Linked DNA regions of Sus scrofa: region 2 is linked to region 1. Evidence: chromatin contacts called from public Hi-C data. All regions are on one chromosome and are shown on one strand. The core of a region is the stretch at or near the end of the contact, and the rest is flanking DNA. Distances in the headings are between cores, read along the strand shown. Region 1 holds the start of SLC40A1 (solute carrier family 40 member 1). Region 2 has its middle 46 kb from the start of SLC40A1.

Region 1 (4,240 bases), core at 797-3,296:
ATTTTGTTCGTATTTTTATTTTTTATTCCATTATCCTTTTTCAATTCCTTTCCATTTTGTAAGCCCCCAACTAACATATCTTGACACCTTGCTGGTTTTAGTGATTTGGATCTTGCTTATTTTCTTTCCAAATTTTCTTTTTCACATGCCTAACAGCAGGCTCCCACCTGTCCTTTTTGCCACCCCACCCCACCCCATTCTCTCAGTTTTGGCTTCATCGGACTCCCTGATGACAATTGGAATTAGTCTCCAATTCACATTTTGAGGTATACATGATTTACTGGCATTTATCAGCCCGTGTCAACTGGAAGTATTTTTTTTTTAATCAACTGAATCTCCCTTTAAGCCACCTGGAGGCTGAGGACAGAACAACACTCCCCTTATGGCAAGTAAAAAATCAATATAAAGCCTTCGGAAGTCCTCGTGGCTGAAAGCCACTGTGCAAATGTGCAAAGTATCATTATCTTTTGCGCCTTGCTTGAGGACATATCAACAAAATTCATCTCCAGTTAAGAGATACCATAATGTGGAGGGGATTAATTTGCCAGTTCCCTCCTTCTGTAGGTGCCTCATATGAGGGTGCCTTGGTTTACGTCTCAAGGACTTGTGGACACACGACCCTATTCTCTAATTTTAGAGGACAGACCACAACCTCTCTAGGACTGAAGAGAAAGGACGTGAAAATGTGAAAGAAAGGAAAAAAGAGGGCTTGAGAAGGATAAAAGTTAACAGCAGTAGCTAAAGTGTAAATCCTCTATCTCTGACCTCCAGACCACATCCCAACCGAATCCAGCTGCACCCCGCCCGTCGACCTCTGGGGCTCCTGATCGAGAGTCTAGATACAGGGCATATATTCACGTGTGTCTCCCTTCATTACTAGGTGACCGTCGGGCCTGTGTTTAGGGTGTGGAATCTAGTTGGAGTTTCAATGTGTAGGATCCAGTCCCGGAGCTTCGGTGAGATTGAGAAGGGTAAGGTAACCGGGGGGGCTAAACGAGCTACGGGGGCTTTCGCATAGAGGAGGTAGGGGTGGGGATGGAAAAGTCAGTAAAGGTTCAAGTCTGGTATTCTTTAGCGTCCTTCACCTGAACTTCCAGGACACCGAATGGATGTATCGGGACTGGGATACAACTGGGATAACCGGTATTCCTAGTAACTGCCTGCCAGTTTCTAGGCCATTTGGAGGAGAGGTGGGGAAGGAAGCGACGCGCAGGTGCGGGCGGGGGCCAGAGGGAGCTGAGGGAGAAGGAAGGATGGTGAAGGAGATGCTTGCGCCGTTTCCTCCTGGTTGTATCTCCAGGAAGGATTCAGAGACCCGAGTTCTAGGCTGGTGGCTGGGTTCCTAAGTCACTGCGGGATTTAACCCTTATAGGGTTCCATTTTCTCCTCTGAAGAGGTCTGGACCCTGATCTTTGCGCCCCTTCCTGGCCCTTAATTCTGGTTCTTTGAGGGAAGCCCCGCTACGCAGTCCTGGGAAGAAGACATTCCGCAGGCGGGCCGGAATGGGAAGGCCAGGAAAGCGGCCTCTGTGACATGGACTATGTTTATTTAGCTACTTATATTAAAAGTGATTTTCGTTTAAAAAAAAAAAAAAAGATGTCCCCCCCCCCCAAGCCGGGCCTGGAGTTTTGCACGACCACCTTTGGCGGCCGCCCTCTTCCCGAGTCGGCCAGGCAGCCTGTGCGAAGCGCAGCCCCGCAGCCCCTACCCGGGCTTGGGGCATGCATCTCCCCGCCCGCCAGGCTCCCGGTCCTGCCCTTCCCGGTCGCCTGGCCTCCCTCAGCCCCTCTCGCGGCCTCCCGGAGGAAGGAAAACCCGGCGAGTGGAGCGAACCCGGGGAAGGTCGCAGCAGGCCCGCAGCTTGTTTGCAGCCAGTCGAATGCTAGCGCCGCGGACTGGCGGCGACTCCCGAGAAGGGCGTGGAAGGCGGCTTGGCCCCGGGCCTCGCGCCGCGGGGACGCCCGGGTGGCTCTGAAAGGGAGGGGGCGGCCCAAGAGGCGGTGGCGGCGGGAGCCCCGCCCCGGCCCCGTATAAGTGCTGGGCTTGGGCCGGGCCCGCGGCGGCGGCGGCAGCGGCGGCGGCACAGGGCACCCGACGCGGTTCGGACGCCTGTTGAGCCTCCCACCCGCCTCCATAAGGCTTTGCCTTTCCAACTTCAGCTACAGTGTTAGCTAAGTTTGGAAAGAAGACCTAAAGAAGACCCCGGGGCCGTTTTCCTTTTTTTGTTTTTGCTACAGTTGTCTCGGTCTTTTTGCACAAAGCTGTTGTGTTTTCAGAGGTGCTCTCTTCAGTTCCTTGCATTCCTGCTAACAAGCATCTCCGCAAGAGCAACAGCGGCAGCGGTAGCAGCAAAAGAACGAGTGGGGGTCGCCTTGTGTCATGACCAGGGCAAGAGAGCAAAACCGCCAGGGAGGATGCTGTGGTGAGTTGAACCAATGCAGTGGAGACCCGCAGCTCCAAGCAGGTGTTGGAGGAATGTGGCTCAGCTGTTAACCGGAGTGCTTTGTAGCTCCTTTGACTCTTGTTTTGGTGGAGGTTGAGGAAGAAAGGAATTTCAAGGTATGGGGAAAGGGGCTTGTACACAGGCAAGGATGGAGTAGACTGGGCAATTTGGATTGCCTTATTAAAAATGAAATGGAGTTTAAAAATGTTGAAAACAAGAGGTTGTTTTATTGTATGTGAAGTTATGCAGTTATTTATTGATCAACAAGTCATGCTGCATTTTTAATCAACCCATCAGTGTCTAGGTGACTTAATAAAATATTCGTGATTTACTGCACAAAGTGGATTTTAATAATTATGTTTAATAAGAGCAAATGAATAAGCATTCCAACCTCAGCTCACTCAAGTGACTAACTATGCTTTTTATCTCACCCCTTGTGTGTCTTTGCAGGATCCTTAGCAAACTACCTGACCTCTGCAAAATTCCTTCTCTACCTTGGTCATTCTCTATCTACTTGGGTAAGTGAAAATCTGCAGTAGTTCTTCCAACATACTTGCACAATTTCTTATTTCCTTTCATTTGGTCCAATTGTATTAAGCCATCCTCCAGTTTTGTCATGCAGCTAAAGAAACAAATCAACCAACACACATGCTTTCACGAAAAAGTTATTTTCACCAAAGATGTTTTCCCAAAGGTGTTAGCAAATGCTATTTAATTATTGAATTGTCACACTTTGTGTAGATTGACAACTATCCAAAGACACGATTAACAAGGGCAGCATTAATGGTATTGTTTGTTAAAATGTATTTTGCATTATAAAAGGCTTAATAAATGGTAATATCTGCCACTGAGAATGAAGGGATATGTCATGGACCTTCAGTTTTTTCACATTTGAAGATATTTCTCTATTTTCTTCTTTCGTTAAAACTATAAGTTCCAGGAATTCCCACTGTGGCTCAGCTGGTAACAAACCCAACCCCTGGCCTTGCTCAGTGGGTTAAAGATCTGGCGTTGCCCTGAGCTGTAGTGTAGGTCGCAGGTGCAGCTCAGATCCTGCTTTGCTGTGGCTGTGGTGTAGGTGGACAGCTGCAGCTCTGATTCTACCCCTAGTCTGGGAACTTCCATATGCCACAGGAGTGGCCATAAAAAGCAAAGCAAACAAACAAACAAACCCTATGAGTTCCAGCATACTGCACTATGAAAATACAGTATAATAGTGCAGTGATTGGCTTAGGCTAAGAATAGCATTCTAAGAGTAATTTAAATATGATTCACCCCAAGAGCAAATATCTGAGTGATGAAAATTCTGGTCTTTAAAAATGTTATCTTCAGGTAGATAAGTGCGGGGCATCTCAGCCTATCGTAAAAGCCATTATCCAAGAAAATCAGCAACTAATTCATAATTATCCCTCTGACTTCTTATGTGGTCTTGGAAGAGTCCCAGGGTTCCTGTGAACCTTCAGCAACACCTACCAATCCAAAAGAATAATCCCAGAGGATGCTGGATTTATATTTAATTAATGCTGATTAGAATATTTTTCAATTAAATAACCAGTCTAATTGTTTACAAGCAACAAATCTGAGTATACTCTATTCATGCCTCATATATGACATTTAAAGGAACCATAGTAAAGAGAAAGACTTTTGAGAGTAAAGTTTGTGAATGTTATTTTCTTTTTAAATTGAAAACTTCTATTAGATCATCCTTAAGGCATAAATGCAAACTATTGTATGAGGAAATCTGTACCGATGCCCTTGGGAAATTATTAAACTAGGTTATCAGCTCTTTAAGAAATA
Region 2 (4,240 bases), core at 459-2,958, 46 kb before region 1:
AGCATATTCCATTATCCTGACTTCAATGCCAATCCCAGGACAGGCCTGTAACCCAACCAGAGCCAAGGAGATGTGAAAAGAGAATTATTAGCGTTTCTGAGAAAGAAAAGTTCCTTTCTATTCTTTGAAATCTTTTGGAAGAGACCTCCCGCTTTGCCTAGATTCCTGAATAGTGGTTATGCTCGTGAATGGGAGCATATTTGTGTACTAAGGTGGGGAGTGGTGCTGGGGTAAGGAGTGGAGGGCAGCAACAATGTGGAACCCATGCATGACTTCATCAGTGAGGAAAGCAAAGGAGGGAGGCAGGCCAAAGATCTTCCAGAAGGACTTTGAGCTGCTAGACCAAACCCTGCAGGAAATTAGACCTATTTCCAGACAAGTCAATAAATTATCTTTATTATTTAAGCCAGATTTTGGTTGCTTATTAATTAATTTATTTATTTTTGCTTTTTTTCATTTATAATGATTTTTATTTTTTCCATTATAGCTGGTTTACAGTGTTCTGTCAATTTTCTACTGTACAGCAAGGTGACCCAGTTACACATACATGTATACATTCTTTTTTCTTACATTATCATGCTCCATCATAAGTGGGTAGATATAGTTCCTAGTGCTATATAGCAGGATCTCATTGCTTATCCATTCCAAAAGCAATAGTTTGCATCTATTAACCCCAAATTCCCAATCCATCCCACTCCTTCCCCCTCCCACTTGGAAAGCAGAAGTCTGTTCTCCATATCCATGATTTTCTTTTCTGTGGAAAGGTTCATTTGTGCCGTATATTAGATTCCAGATATAAGTGATGTCATATGGTATTTGCCTTTCTCTTTCTGACTTACTTCATTTAGTACGAGAGTTGCTGCAAATGGCATTATTTTGTTCTTTTTTATGGCTAAGTAGTATTCCATTGCATATATATACCACATCTTCTTAATCCATTCATCTCTCAATGGACATTTAGCTTGTTTCCATGTTTTCACAATTGTGAATATTGCTGCAGTGAATATGCGGGTGCATGTGCCTTTTTCAAGGAAAGTTTTGTCTGGATATATACCCAAGAGTGGGATTGCTGGGTCATTTTATTTATTTATTTATTTATTTATTTATTTATTTATTTATTGGTCTTTTTAGGGCCACACCCACCACATATGGAGGTTCCCAGCCTAGGTGTTCAATCAGAGCTGTAGCCTCCAGCCTATAACACAGCCACAGTAATGCAGGATCTGCAATCTACACCACAGCTCACGGCAACACCAGATCCTTAACCCACTGAGTGAGGCCAGGGATTGAACCTGTACCCTCATGGATGCTAGTCAGTTTCGCTAACTGCTGAGCCATGACGGGAATTCCTGGTTTGTTATTTTATAGTTGTTATTTATAACATAAAGAGTTCTGATCAATATAGCTGTCCAGAGGGGATTTTCCTGATGACCCGATCTGAAGTGGTTCTCTTTCCCCACTACTACTTATCATAAACCCTTTCTATTTCCTGCATGTTACTTACCACAATCTGTAATTATATTTTTGGTTTGAGACTATAAAGCCTGCAGGGTTGGGAACTTGTATATCTAGTTCACTAATTATAGCTGGCATCTGGAATAGTGTCTGAGAAGACAGAAATAGCATTTATTGGATCAATGAATTAGAAAGTTTCTGTAGATCCAAAAATGCATTTTTTTCCCATTTCATGATCGATGATCCCTTTCAAAAGCAAGGAAAGAGATAGATTATAATTGTACCCTATGAGCCAGTCAGAAGGAATTCTGACGGTCTTTCCAAACGAAATGGAATACTTTTCCTAAAAGTCAGCTTTTAACATGAAATTTTGTTATTTTTACCTAACTGCAGTCAGACTTTCAGCAGTTTTAGTTTGGTCTCAGACAAAGAGCTTTTTTCACCATCTGTTTTTAATTTTGAAAGGGCTTTCCAAAAGACACACGTTTGAAAACACATTGAAACAGAACTTAGCTTTAGAAGAGGAGCATAATGTTTTCCCCAAAAACCCTGACCCAAAAGGCTAGAAATTAATCATTTAGTACAACAAAACAGAAAAACAAAAAGCTTCGTCATTTTGTGATGCTTGCTAAGAAGTATCACAAGTAAAAAGAAATGAGATATGAAAATAGTAGAAGATAATTTATATGCTCTGAATGATGCAGAAGAGACATCTTGGGGAAGATTTCTATATAGACTGCTAATGCTGTCAATAACATTTAAGTCATTGCTTTACCTGTGATGTAGCAATCAATAGCAAAGGATTCTATTTTCTGTCTTTTATATATTTTAAATTATAAGCCATTCTTTGAGTTCCCTTTGTGATGCAGCAGAAACAAATCTGACTAGTTTCCATGAGGATGCGGGTTCCATCCCTCACCTTACTCAGTGGGTTGGGGTCCAGTGTTGCCGTGAGCTGATGTGTAGGTCACAGGAGCAGCTTGGATCCTGCATTGCTGTGGCTGTGGTGTAGGCTGACAACTGTAGCCCCAACTCAGTCCCTAGCCTGGGAACTCCCATATGCCTGGGTTCGGCCCAGGAAAGGCAAACAAACAAACAAACAAAAAAGCCATTCTTACATGCGAAAATAATTTTTAAAATCTGCAGGTTGTCAATAGCCTCACAGAGTCCTCTTTAATTTGGGAGAGACCAGCACAATAATTTTACTAATTTTTCTAATAAGAATCTCTAACTCTGGATATTTAACATAACAATATTCATTAATTCACTTGAAATAATTATTGATATGCTGAGCACCTTCTTAGACATATTTGCACAAGGTGATGGGATCTCAGCTCTTAAGTTGGACAGTATGTAAATGTTCTTGGCACATATTTTATATTTTAAATGTGTCAGGAAATTTAAAAGATGAACTGCTAAAATCTTCCACAATGTATAGTTTTAATGATCTGTCAGTGAAATGTGTAATAGGAACATTTGGGAGCTCTAGATAATATAGAATCCTGGAACTGCCGTAATATAAAGGGATCCTAGAGGTCATCGAATCCATTCCCTGTGTCTGATAGTAGTGGAAAAAAGCCATTCTAGAAAATAAAAATCCATCTCATTTTGAGGTCCTGAGAAATCTGACTTCCTAAAAAGTAGACACTTCCGTTCTAAGATAATTAAGTTATGATGGTAGTTTTTAAACAGATAATGTTGGAATTTTGCTGCTTTGTCCTTCAATCATAGGACTTAAAAGACAAAAGATTAATTTTTAGGAATTTTAAAAACTAAAGAGCTAAGAAAGAAAAAATTCTTTCTGTATCTAGAAAGGAACAGAAGCCTGAATATTTAGTTAATAGACAGTAAAATTTGTGTGGCATCAGACACACAGCAACATTTTAATGATGCAGTTATTCTAGTGCGTAATCTACACAAGTCTTTTTGGTCTATTTTACTCATGAAGTGCCCACCATGATGTGTCACCACTGCAAGTATTAATTATGGTTTTTCCTTCAAGAACACCTGACATGGGAACTCTTTGTATAAAGGAAGGCTTCCCCTTTAGTCCTCTGCCACTGGGTAGAGACCTCTTCTGCCTGTGATGCTTCACAGCCAGAGCCCTTTCCTCGTTGCTTTCTTTTCCTGAGTTCTTGCTCCCTGCTGAAAAAAAAAATTGTTCAGACCTTGGAAACCAAGCTAAGAGAGTACAATGTATTTTTTCCTGCAGCTCCTGTCCATCATCAAGGATTCTTCAGTTATCTTTGAGGCATGCACCTGTTTTTGAGACTCACTATTCTATTGATTAAGAGCTTGGATTTGGGGACATTATCTTTTAATTTATAGATTTATTTCTAGTAGAGATGCAAATGATTTTTTTCTGGTATACAAGGCAATCCAGTGGTTATGGTGATTTAGTATCATTTTTCTATAAGATATTCACCAGTTTAATATTTAACCTAGAAATTGTATTCTAATATTCTTCCTCAAAATGCACTTTGCACCAGTGTTACCATTTTCTTGGTTCTCTTATTAATGGGTTGGATAAAATCTTTGAGACATATATATTTATTTGTATGGAAAGATTCTGTTGCTGTTTCCAGTTAGGCACAGAATCCAGGCCCTGCCCACCCCTTCCTCCTTTTTGGGGGTATTATTTCCTTGCTATATCCTATGGAATTAATATGGGCAGCCCTCAGACCTTCAGGTGGTCTATGTGTCCCTAAGCCTGTTTTTTTTTAATGCTTACACAGGTTTGAAAAGGAAGGGCTTAGATATAAGCTTCTACTAAAGAGTGTTATAA

What was found. Hi-C and Micro-C count contacts between places; a contact is called where the count stands out from the background.
Region 2: a Hi-C map of embryonic fibroblasts shows a contact between it and region 1, with 2.1 times the contacts expected there. The contact joins the enhancer-like site here to the promoter of SLC40A1 in region 1. A contact is called at or near these places in 1 of 5 promoter capture datasets (fetal liver) and 9 of 47 Hi-C or Micro-C datasets (blood, embryonic fibroblasts, fetal liver and 4 more).

The regions. Positions count from the first base shown.
Region 1 is chr15:94,159,599-94,163,838 of Sscrofa11.1, reverse strand. SLC40A1 (solute carrier family 40 member 1) reads left to right here and starts at 2,046. Exons shown (of 8, transcript XM_003483701.4): 1 at 2,046-2,422; 2 at 2,894-2,961. The coding sequence starts at 2,380.
Region 2 is chr15:94,205,344-94,209,583 of Sscrofa11.1, reverse strand. No RefSeq gene overlaps it. Among named protein-coding and RNA genes, the nearest start is that of SLC40A1, 46 kb to the right of the region's middle. Within about 2 kb of position 1,708, at least 2 of the 83 cell types and tissues checked have an H3K27ac peak or open chromatin away from gene starts, as enhancers often do. A contact at or near this core is called in embryonic fibroblasts, where this site is marked.